2 separate regions of the Rattus norvegicus genome follow, and region 2 is linked to region 1. A link is a contact called in public Hi-C data. All regions are on one chromosome and are shown on one strand. Each heading gives the region's core, a stretch centred on a gene start, on an enhancer-like site or on the middle of the called end of the contact. The rest is flanking DNA. Distances are from core to core; before and after follow the strand shown.

Region 1 (4,616 bases), core at 1,087-3,586:
GATAAGTAAGCGAGACGGGAGTGAGTTTGAAGTTCACCTAGGGAATTGGCAAGACCCCGTCAGGAATGTGTGGGCTGTAAGTAAGTGTTCGGGGTAGGGAGGTAGCACATTCGATGCTGATTTGTTAATGTTACTAGAAGAAATAAGTTGCTGCTCATCAGAATCAATCTAAACAGAGTTAAGAAAATACTTCAAAAATAAATAAATTCTAAAAATGTGCTACATGATTGTTCTGAAATTTAAATGAGTTATGTACCCAAAGTACTCAGGGAAATCACCCAACCAAAGAAACTACTCAGCCTTTACTTACCCAGGTGCCATCCCTACAACACAATCCTAGCTTATGGGACCCTGGCACAGTGACTGACACACCGTGGGCCAGGTTCTCCTCAGCTGACATGATCCTTGTGTACCAGGTCTTGACACGGTGGCTGGCACACTGTGTGTGAGCAATGCTCTCCTTCCTGAAACAATCCCTCAAGAGCTCACTCAGGTCCATGGGGGCTGTGTATATCACCTCCCCAGCTCTCTAAGAGCCCTCTCTCAGGGTTCCTTCTTCTCCACCCTGCCACAAGGCTTCCACCACACACTTTGTGCTTTGTTGGAGGCTAAGGTGTGTCAGGTCAGAGAGGACGGGAACAGATGGTAGTCCCTTTTCACCACTGATCCATCAGGAACCCACAGCCAGTCTTGCCTGCTCTGTCATTTGCTTACAAGCCACCCTGCTGAGGAAACTCCCCGGGAGTTTTTCTGGTCCATATGCTGTTCTGCAAAGTTGGCCCTGGCGCTGGCCCCGGGATGGGCAGAGGAAGTAAGGAGCCTGTGCTTTCCAATTGCAGGTCTCACCTCACCTGCCAGAGCTTGACTGTTATTTGCAGCCAATGGCTCTCACCAAACCTGCAGGCTTCTGTGAATCAGCGTCATGCTGGACATTTAAACATCAGGCACAGGAGACGAAAGCCGCTCAGAACCCAGGGGCCAACCCCTTGGGGTAAATGTGGATATTCTGTTTTCACAAGGGAGAAAACCACAGAGTAGCGACCTGTGAGGCTGGACTCCGAGAATGAAGCATAAAGCATTTCGCTACCCATCTCCTGGCCAGACTGAAAATCCTAAAGAAGAGCTCTGTGTCTGTCTTTCCTGTATCGGTGGAGAGAAGGGTTCCTGAGGAGCCTCAGCGCATTTGGGGGACACTTCCTGACACTCCACTTCTTTCCTTGGAGCAATATAAAAAATTCTGCACTGTGCATGCATGTGGAATTATTCCTGCAGTAGAAACACATTCCTTATGTTGAAACTGCTAAGGAATGGGACAGAAGCTGGAGTTTGAATTCACACAGAAGCCCCAGGTCCCAAACTATGTGGTCTCCAACTCCTCTCCACATCCATTCCTCTCTTCCTTAAACACACAGTAGCCAGTTCCCTGCTCCATTCCATCTCCATAAAGTTCTTTTTACATTTCCTCTCCCCAGTCTACACGCACCAGAGACGAGACCACAAGCCATGTACTAAGAGCACTGAGCAAGTGGACAGATGCAAGCTTAGATAGGATCAAAAGTTAGAACCAGGGATGGGACAGAGCGTCAGTAAAGACTTGCAATGCAAGCATGAAGACCTGAGTCAGGTCCCCAGAACCCCAGTAAACACTGGTTTGGTGATGTACTGGGGATTCAGAGTCAGGAGGATCCTGGAGCCTTGTGGCTAGACAGGGCAGTTGATTCTGTGAGCTCTCAGAAGACAAGAGGGGTAGCTCCTTCAGAACGATACCCAAGGCTTTTCTCTGGTCCCAACATTCATGTGCACACACATGTAGACCTGCATACATGCATATACACAAGAATATATACACATAGAGAGAAACACATACAAATCAGAACCCATTTGGCAGCACCTTCTAAAGTCAAACAGATATCTTATTCGAGGACCTAGCTTACACATACACACACACACACACACACACACACACACACACACACACACACACACACGGAATGTGTTCTTAAAAAAACATACTAGGAAAGAATGGGGCATCTTTAATGAAAACACCTCCAAGTTATAAAGTAACTAGCTACCTAAGAACAGAAAAACAAGCACATACAACATGATCACAAGGTGGAATATTACAAAGTCAATAAAAAGAACTACTGATACACTCAAAACGGAGGTGTCCCCTAAGCATAAAAAAAAAAAGTCAACCTGAAATAAAAGAGCACATATTATAGCTAGTTCCTATTGAAAATTATGGGCAAGCAAGACACATGTACAGTGATAACAGTTAAAGTCAGGCCGGGGCTAAATCCGGGGGACTCTGAAGACAGAGTGATCCATAGCTCCACCTGGTGGTAGTTACAGAGAAGACAGTGGCTAAAATATCAAGCTGTATTTTTATTAAAGTACTCTATGTACTTTAAGTACTTTTTTAAATTCAATTTTTAGAAGAACAAAGGCAATCAAAACATCAAACTGGGGCAGCAGCCAAGAGGGTGAGCTTTGCTGCCGTCCACAGGCAAAGTGCTGACTTGCCTTCTGGCTGAGCCCTGAGACAACCTTGTGTCTCGGGATGGGAAGGCCAAAGCCCAGAGTTTGGATCAAGTACATCTGCTGTGGCAGGGCCCCACGACAAACCTTGAGGCCTGCAGAAGTTTGCAGTTAGTGCTTGGAGTCGCTCGTTCCTTCCACACACACACCGTTCTGGGCCGACTTCAACATTATTCGCTGCTGAGTCACATTCTCTGGCACATCTGGTGGCTCTTAGTTGAGACATTACGCTTTCCCATTACCAGAACCAAAATGCATCCCTCCAAATGTTTACACTCTGCTCACAAAGGTTTCAGATTAACAGGAAGAGATTGGGACCCATACACTGTACGTATTATTATAAGGTATGCTACAATCGCAGTGGCCCGCACTCGGTGGTGAGGGCAGGGCACCTTGGAGAGTGCTAGTGGTCTGAACCCTCACAGTATCAGGCATGAATGGCCCACGTCTACAATCCCGGCATTCGGTGGCTAAATAAGGCAGGAGAACCTTATGCCGGAGGCCAGCACGTGCTGCACGTTGAGTTTCACAACAACAGAGGCTGCACAAAGAGATCCTGCATCAGCAAATGGAACAGGGCTAAGAAGACTTCCTGGGCAAAGCACTTGCAGGAAATTCCCAGAAACTCTTAGGACAGTAAGCCAAGCCTACACAGCAGTGAACGAACCAGACTGTGTTTTGCACAAGGCGGAAGGCAAGGGCCAACACGAGAAGTTGCCCTGGGACCCTCACATGACTATCATGTAAACATAGGCCTGCATTCATCCCTCTTTGGCCACATGCTTGTGCATGTATGTATTAATGCATGTAAAAGATGGAAATTGGGAGGAGAAGGAGGTACCTGGGCCGGGGGACAGGAGGGCAAGAACATAAAACCAAGCACTGTTCTCACTGTAGTGATCTGAATAGGTTTGGCCCCCATAGACTCAGATGTTTGAATACTCTCCACAGAGAGTAATACTATTAGGAGGTGTGGCCTTGTTGAAATGGAGGAAGTGTGTCACTGTGGGGGTGGGCTTTGCCAGTCTTCTCCTGACTGATGTAGAACTCTTGGCTCCTTCTCCGGCATCATGTCTGCCTGGATGCTGCCATGCTCCCACCCCGATAATAACGGACTGGACTTCTGAAAGTGTAAGCCAGCCCCAATTAAACGTTGTCCTTTATAAGAACTGCCCTCGTTATGGTGTCTCTTCACAGCAATGAAACCCCAACTGAGACATTTTACTCTGTTGGGAGGGGCTCCCCACCATGGTGGAGACATCCATCTCCTCTGGGATTCTCTAGCGGACTAGGCCTTCTCCTCCACTCTAATACTTTCTGATTCTTAAAAGAGGAGTTACGGATTAGGAACCAGTATGACAACACGAGAGAGAAGACGAAATTGCTAAGGGGCTCATTCACTGGACTCGGTCATTGGTTTGCCTTTGCCTATCAACTCACGGGGGGAGCAAAGGTGGGTATGTGGAGCCTTCAAAAAAAGGAACCCTGGGCTTACGATGTGGCTCAATAGTAGAACACTTGGCTAACACAAACCAGGCCATGGTTCCATGAGCGGTAGGAGCATGCGAGTGTGTGTGCACACTCCCTTGGAGTCAGAGTCATTATGATCCTTGCTGAGCAATGGCTGCTATTGCTATGCCAGCAATCTACCTTTAAACACACACACACACTGATAAACAAGAGAATCCCCAGCAGACAGGCCACAGCCTAATTGGGATGAGTCATCTCACAGAGCACCCAGGACTCATGCTGAAATGCTCCTCAAAAACCTCTTAACTTGTTGGTGTAAAACCATAAACCAAGAGGGAAGCAAAGATCCCTGGGCCTCAGAAAACGGGGGAAACCTTGAGAAACAATCATCCCTGTGGCCCTTCCTTAAGGACGGACAAAGCAGGCCCACTGAGGTGGGAGTGAGAGGGAAGGAGAGAACCTGCCAAAAAAAAAAAAAAAAAACCAGTCAGGGATCACAGCCTTGTGTAGAGTAACAGCATTACATTTTACACAAATGTTGCAAGCACTAAGGGACATCCTGCTCAAAGGCTTGCTAAGATAACAATGCCAGAAAACCAAGCTGTTTG
Region 2 (4,616 bases), core at 632-3,131, 330 kb after region 1:
CTTCAGATTTGTGCAAAGAGCTAGGCCCTGTGTGGCCAGTTCTGGAGATGGGGACCTTAAGGAAAGCAATGACAATTAATGTGGCCATAATGGTGGAGCTGTAATCCAAGACTAATGCCGATAGTGGAAAAAAAGGCCCTAAGGCATGTGCTTGTACAGGGAGGGGGAAAGCATGTGAGACGCAAGGAGCCAGGAAGTGTGTGCTCCTCAGAAACCAACCCCGCTGCCACCTTCTTCTCAAATGTTCAGCCTCCGGTCTTTGGCATTGGTGTTGGCAGATCTGGCCCACCAACACAGTGCCGATTATCACTGGAAGGCAGATCTTACTACACAGAAATATTGGAACACCATTACGTATACATTAAGACTCAGGAAACGCTGGAAAGAATTGGCTGCTGGATTTAGGCAGGCCTGGTTCAAAGTCCACTAACTAGTTGAGTGACCTCCAGCAAATTATTACTCTATTTATGTCTCCTCTTCTGCAGAAGAGGAATGGCAGATTGCTAGCAGGTTTGCCATGAGGCAGACTGCTCCCTCTGTGTCGAGCATGTGTACAGACTCACAGATAGAACTCTAGATGGCTAGCTGTGACAGACACCCAGACACCGAGGGCCTTGTTTGTGTACAGTATTTTCAGCTTGGCAAGTGTTTCCATGGCCATTCTTAAATTGGATTTTTAGAGCAATCTGATGAAATTAGTGGAGAAGGATATATGATACCCACTCAAGGCGGGGGGGGGGGGGGGCGGGGATCAAAATTCTGAGATATCAAGCAGTTAGGCCAAGCTCAAATTTCTAATAAAGATGGGGCCAAGCTTCATGTAAACATCCCCTGGCTCCAAGTCTATGGTACATTGGTATTCTCTCTGGTTCCCCCTCCCCTCCTTTCTTTTTGTCATCTCCCTCCCCCAACACATACTGAGTTTCTGTCATGTTTTCACAAAAACTTCTCTTTCCTTCCCAGAACTCTGTTTCTTTTCCTTTGTTTTCTGCGGACTTCCATATTAGCCTGCCTAGGAAAGCAGCATCCCGTGCCTCTGTATCCAGCACTGACGTTCTCACTGGGGTGACCACTCTGTGTCTCATCTCCATACCTGACAGCCTTTTCTCTTAAGGAAGCCAGGCCTCAGCTTTCAAGGACATAGTATAAATAGATCCTTAACAGCACTCTGCCTTTCTTATCTGTGAACTGACACCAAGCACAGGCAGCCAGGACACAAAGAAAGAAGAGTCCGCGATGGTGCAGATAATCAATATCTTCAGATGATTTGAGAGCACGTTTTCCTAAGGGGAAGTGAGGAAGGCCTGAAAATGACAGCCTGAGAATGCTTTGTGGGGTCTTCTGTGGATGGGGAGGGTACTGCTTAAAGGAACAGATTTCAGATTGCCGTTTTTGATATTTGGCGAAATGTCAAAACCACTCTCTTAGGCTCTTCCTACAAACTGGGAAAAAGTAATGCAGTGCAGATGCTCTCTGATCTCTGATGCTATATGAGAGTTGCAGTGATTCCCAAAGGGACAGACAGGAAGGAGACTAAATTATTAGAGGTGAGGTGATTAGAGACATGGATTTTACATGTATTTGGGGGCCAGCAAAGGACAACCTTGAGTGTCTTTTCTTAGGCGGCTTTCCTTTTTTGTTTAAGACAAGGTCTCTCTGGCCTGGAAGTTGCTAAGTGGGCTAGGCTAGCTGGCCAACAAGCTCCAGGGATCCTGTTTCCACCTCCCCAGTGCTGGGATTGCAAAGATGCCTGTTTACACAATCCACTCACTCACTCACTCACTCACTCACTCACTCCTCACTCACTCCTCACTCACTCACTCGATCAATACCCCTTCCCCCTTTAAGTTGGGTTCTGTGGGAGGAACTTGGGTTCTCTGATCTATCTCAGGATCCCCAAGTGTGAAATTTTAATAACTGAGAAACACTGTCCTATGGATAATAGAAGCAAGGCCTAAAAGGTTTTAATACATCCCCATAGAGTGTGAGAAGCCTATCCAGTCCAGCTCTCCTGGTTTACTGATCACGCAACTGGAAGAGAGAGGAGTTTCAGATCTAATGTTGTAACCAGATGTGCCAGGCCCAGCTCTCCCTTCACCCTCAGTGAGATCATATCAAGGAGGGAACCCAGAGAATTGCCACGTCATTCTTTGTTCCAAAGATAGAAAATGAAATGTGTCCATGAAAGCTGCCACCCACCAATGGCATTGGCCTGAAGGATGTCCCTGGGGAGGCTGAAGGAATACAAACCCAGATCTCCCCTGCCCTCCTGACTTCATAACAGTCTGTGGTGCTTTGGTGATTATTTCAAGAGCTAAAGTAGTGGATTGGAGGAGTGATATGGAAGATTGTGCAGCAGCTGTTAGCTTCCTGTGAATGTAGATCATATTCCCATAAGACATAGCATCTGTAATTATTCCACATAACAGATTACCCCAAGATGCTGGCAAACCTCACTCTCACACTTACCCCTCACCCACGCTCTGACCACTCTTTCCTGGATCTTCTTCCTAAACGACTCTAGCCTGACATAAAGATGACCATCATGATGTCCCTGAACATGATCTTGACATCACTCTTATGTGGATCAAAACCCTAGATTTGATCATGAATTTTAACTTTTATTTTTACTCTTACCATATTCCCCAAACGGACAGTACTGATAATCAACAAACTGACCCTGTCTTGACCCACACACTCACTGTGACCCTTAGCAAGCTTCACCATTTCATTCCCCGTGTCTGTGACTCTGGCGCTCACTATTACCTGCATCTTGACCCTGACCCTGTGCTACCCATGTTATGCTTTCTCTGACCATCTCACACATCAATCGTCACTTCATCCTTGATAGTCACTCTGATCACGTGCAACATCATAGGCTAGTCTTGCCCTCCATTAGTTTGCATCTTACAAAGCCTTTGATCTCGGTTTGATTTCTTATTCTCACTCATATCTTCACCCTTTCCTTCTTCCTTAACATTTGCCATATCCGGGCTGTCACTGTCACCTTGACCCTGATCCTAAACTTAACTCTGGACATGAACTTCATCCATCCACTGACCCACGCATGACCTCTGCTTTTTTACTCCCACACACTGACTCTGAACCTGACCCTCAAATTAACTGTATTAACTACTTTTTTATTATTGTGTTGGGACACTATCACCAAGAGCATCTTGGGGAAGAAAGAGTATTTTGGTTTATAGATCCAGAGTTCACAGAGGTGGAGAAGGCATGTCAGAAGGAGCAGGCAACCATTCGAGTCATCAGGAAACAAGGATGCTAGTCTCCAGAACAATGAGTGACAAACGCCAGTTGTTGAAGCCAGTCAGTTGATGCTGTTCTCAAACAAGAACAAGGCTGAACTAATACAGCACAGATGAGTGGAGCTAGGAAACAGCAATGAGAAGAAACTGAGAGCATCACCGAGCTCAGGTCAGACCTGACTTTTAAAGTCTTGCTCAGAGACGAACAACGCACACCTAAACAAGGCACACATCAAAGGCACATTTCTCACAGGAAAGAAGCACCTGGACACAGTCTTAATCCACCCTTTATTCTTAAAATGCCAGCGAATTGACAAAATATGTAAATCTCTTTGGCTCGTAATGCATATGCATTTGGACTGACCTTTTTGGAGCTTTTAATTAATAAGATGAATTCTCATAGAAATATATCTGGGCAGTTTGAAACTTCCTGTCCTCTAGGAAAAGAATTACTTTAATTAAAGATAGTACTTGACATATTTTTTGTTCTCAGTCCAGGATTTCTGATACAATGTTTGACCTTCTCTTTAAGTATTTTTAAAGCCGTGTAGTTCATTAATACAACAAATGCAGCATGACATATAGTGTTTTATTAAATATACTAAGAACTATATGTTAACATTGTACTTTATATTATTACTTATGTTTGTATATTTCTATATGCCTTAATGCATGCAAAGAGAATATATCCTTTACTATATATATTTTTTTGTGTAAGTTCTGTGCCAAAAGTGTAAAATTAGAATAGGACTTTTCTTTTTCTTTTTTAAGATGGGACCTCACTAAGTGGCTGGCCTAGAACTTGCTGTGTAGATCTAGGTGGCCTCAAACTCACAGAGGTCCACCTGCTTCTGCCTCCCCAGGGCGAGGATTAAAGGTGTACACCGCCATCTTACCTGGCAGAATTGAGACCTTTTGTGTACAATGACTCATCATTTTGTCTGGTAGCCAAACCGTCACTGGGCATTCCCTTTTGTCACTGAATTATTCTGATGCTGATGCCTCCTGCATACTCTTCAGCCATCCCGTTAGAGAGTTCCATTGACATCCTTGACCTAAATGTTCTTGCTCAAAATTTAAAATCCCATCCCAGTTAACTCACCCTCGAAATTCAGACAACTTCCAAAAATTAAGTCAGTTGTGAAGACTAATGCCATCGTCTGCACGGGAATTGACAGCTCACAGGACACCATAGGAGAGGAATTGTGTGTGCGTGTGTGTGTGTATGTGTGTGTGTGTGTGTGTGTGTGTGTGTGTGTGTGTGTGTGGTGAATAGATGTCAGCTCTTTCATAACATTGCTCTGATAAAAGAAACTTAAGTGAGGGTTTATTTGGTATCCTGGTTTGAAG

The links. Hi-C and Micro-C count contacts between places; a contact is called where the count stands out from the background.
Region 2: a Hi-C map of the Rat2 cell line shows a contact between it and region 1, with 2.3 times the contacts expected there. The contact joins two enhancer-like sites.

The regions. Positions count from the first base shown.
Region 1 is chr4:128,216,310-128,220,925 of GRCr8, forward strand. All of the region lies in intron 1 of Magi1 (membrane associated guanylate kinase, WW and PDZ domain containing 1), which reads right to left. Among named protein-coding and RNA genes, the nearest start is that of Magi1, 150 kb to the right of the region's middle. Within about 2 kb of position 2,337, at least 8 of the 93 cell types and tissues checked have an H3K27ac peak or open chromatin away from gene starts, as enhancers often do.
Region 2 is chr4:128,547,375-128,551,990 of GRCr8, forward strand. No RefSeq gene overlaps it. Among named protein-coding and RNA genes, the nearest start is that of Slc25a26, 44 kb to the right of the region's middle. Within about 2 kb of position 1,882, at least 1 of the 93 cell types and tissues checked has an H3K27ac peak or open chromatin away from gene starts, as enhancers often do.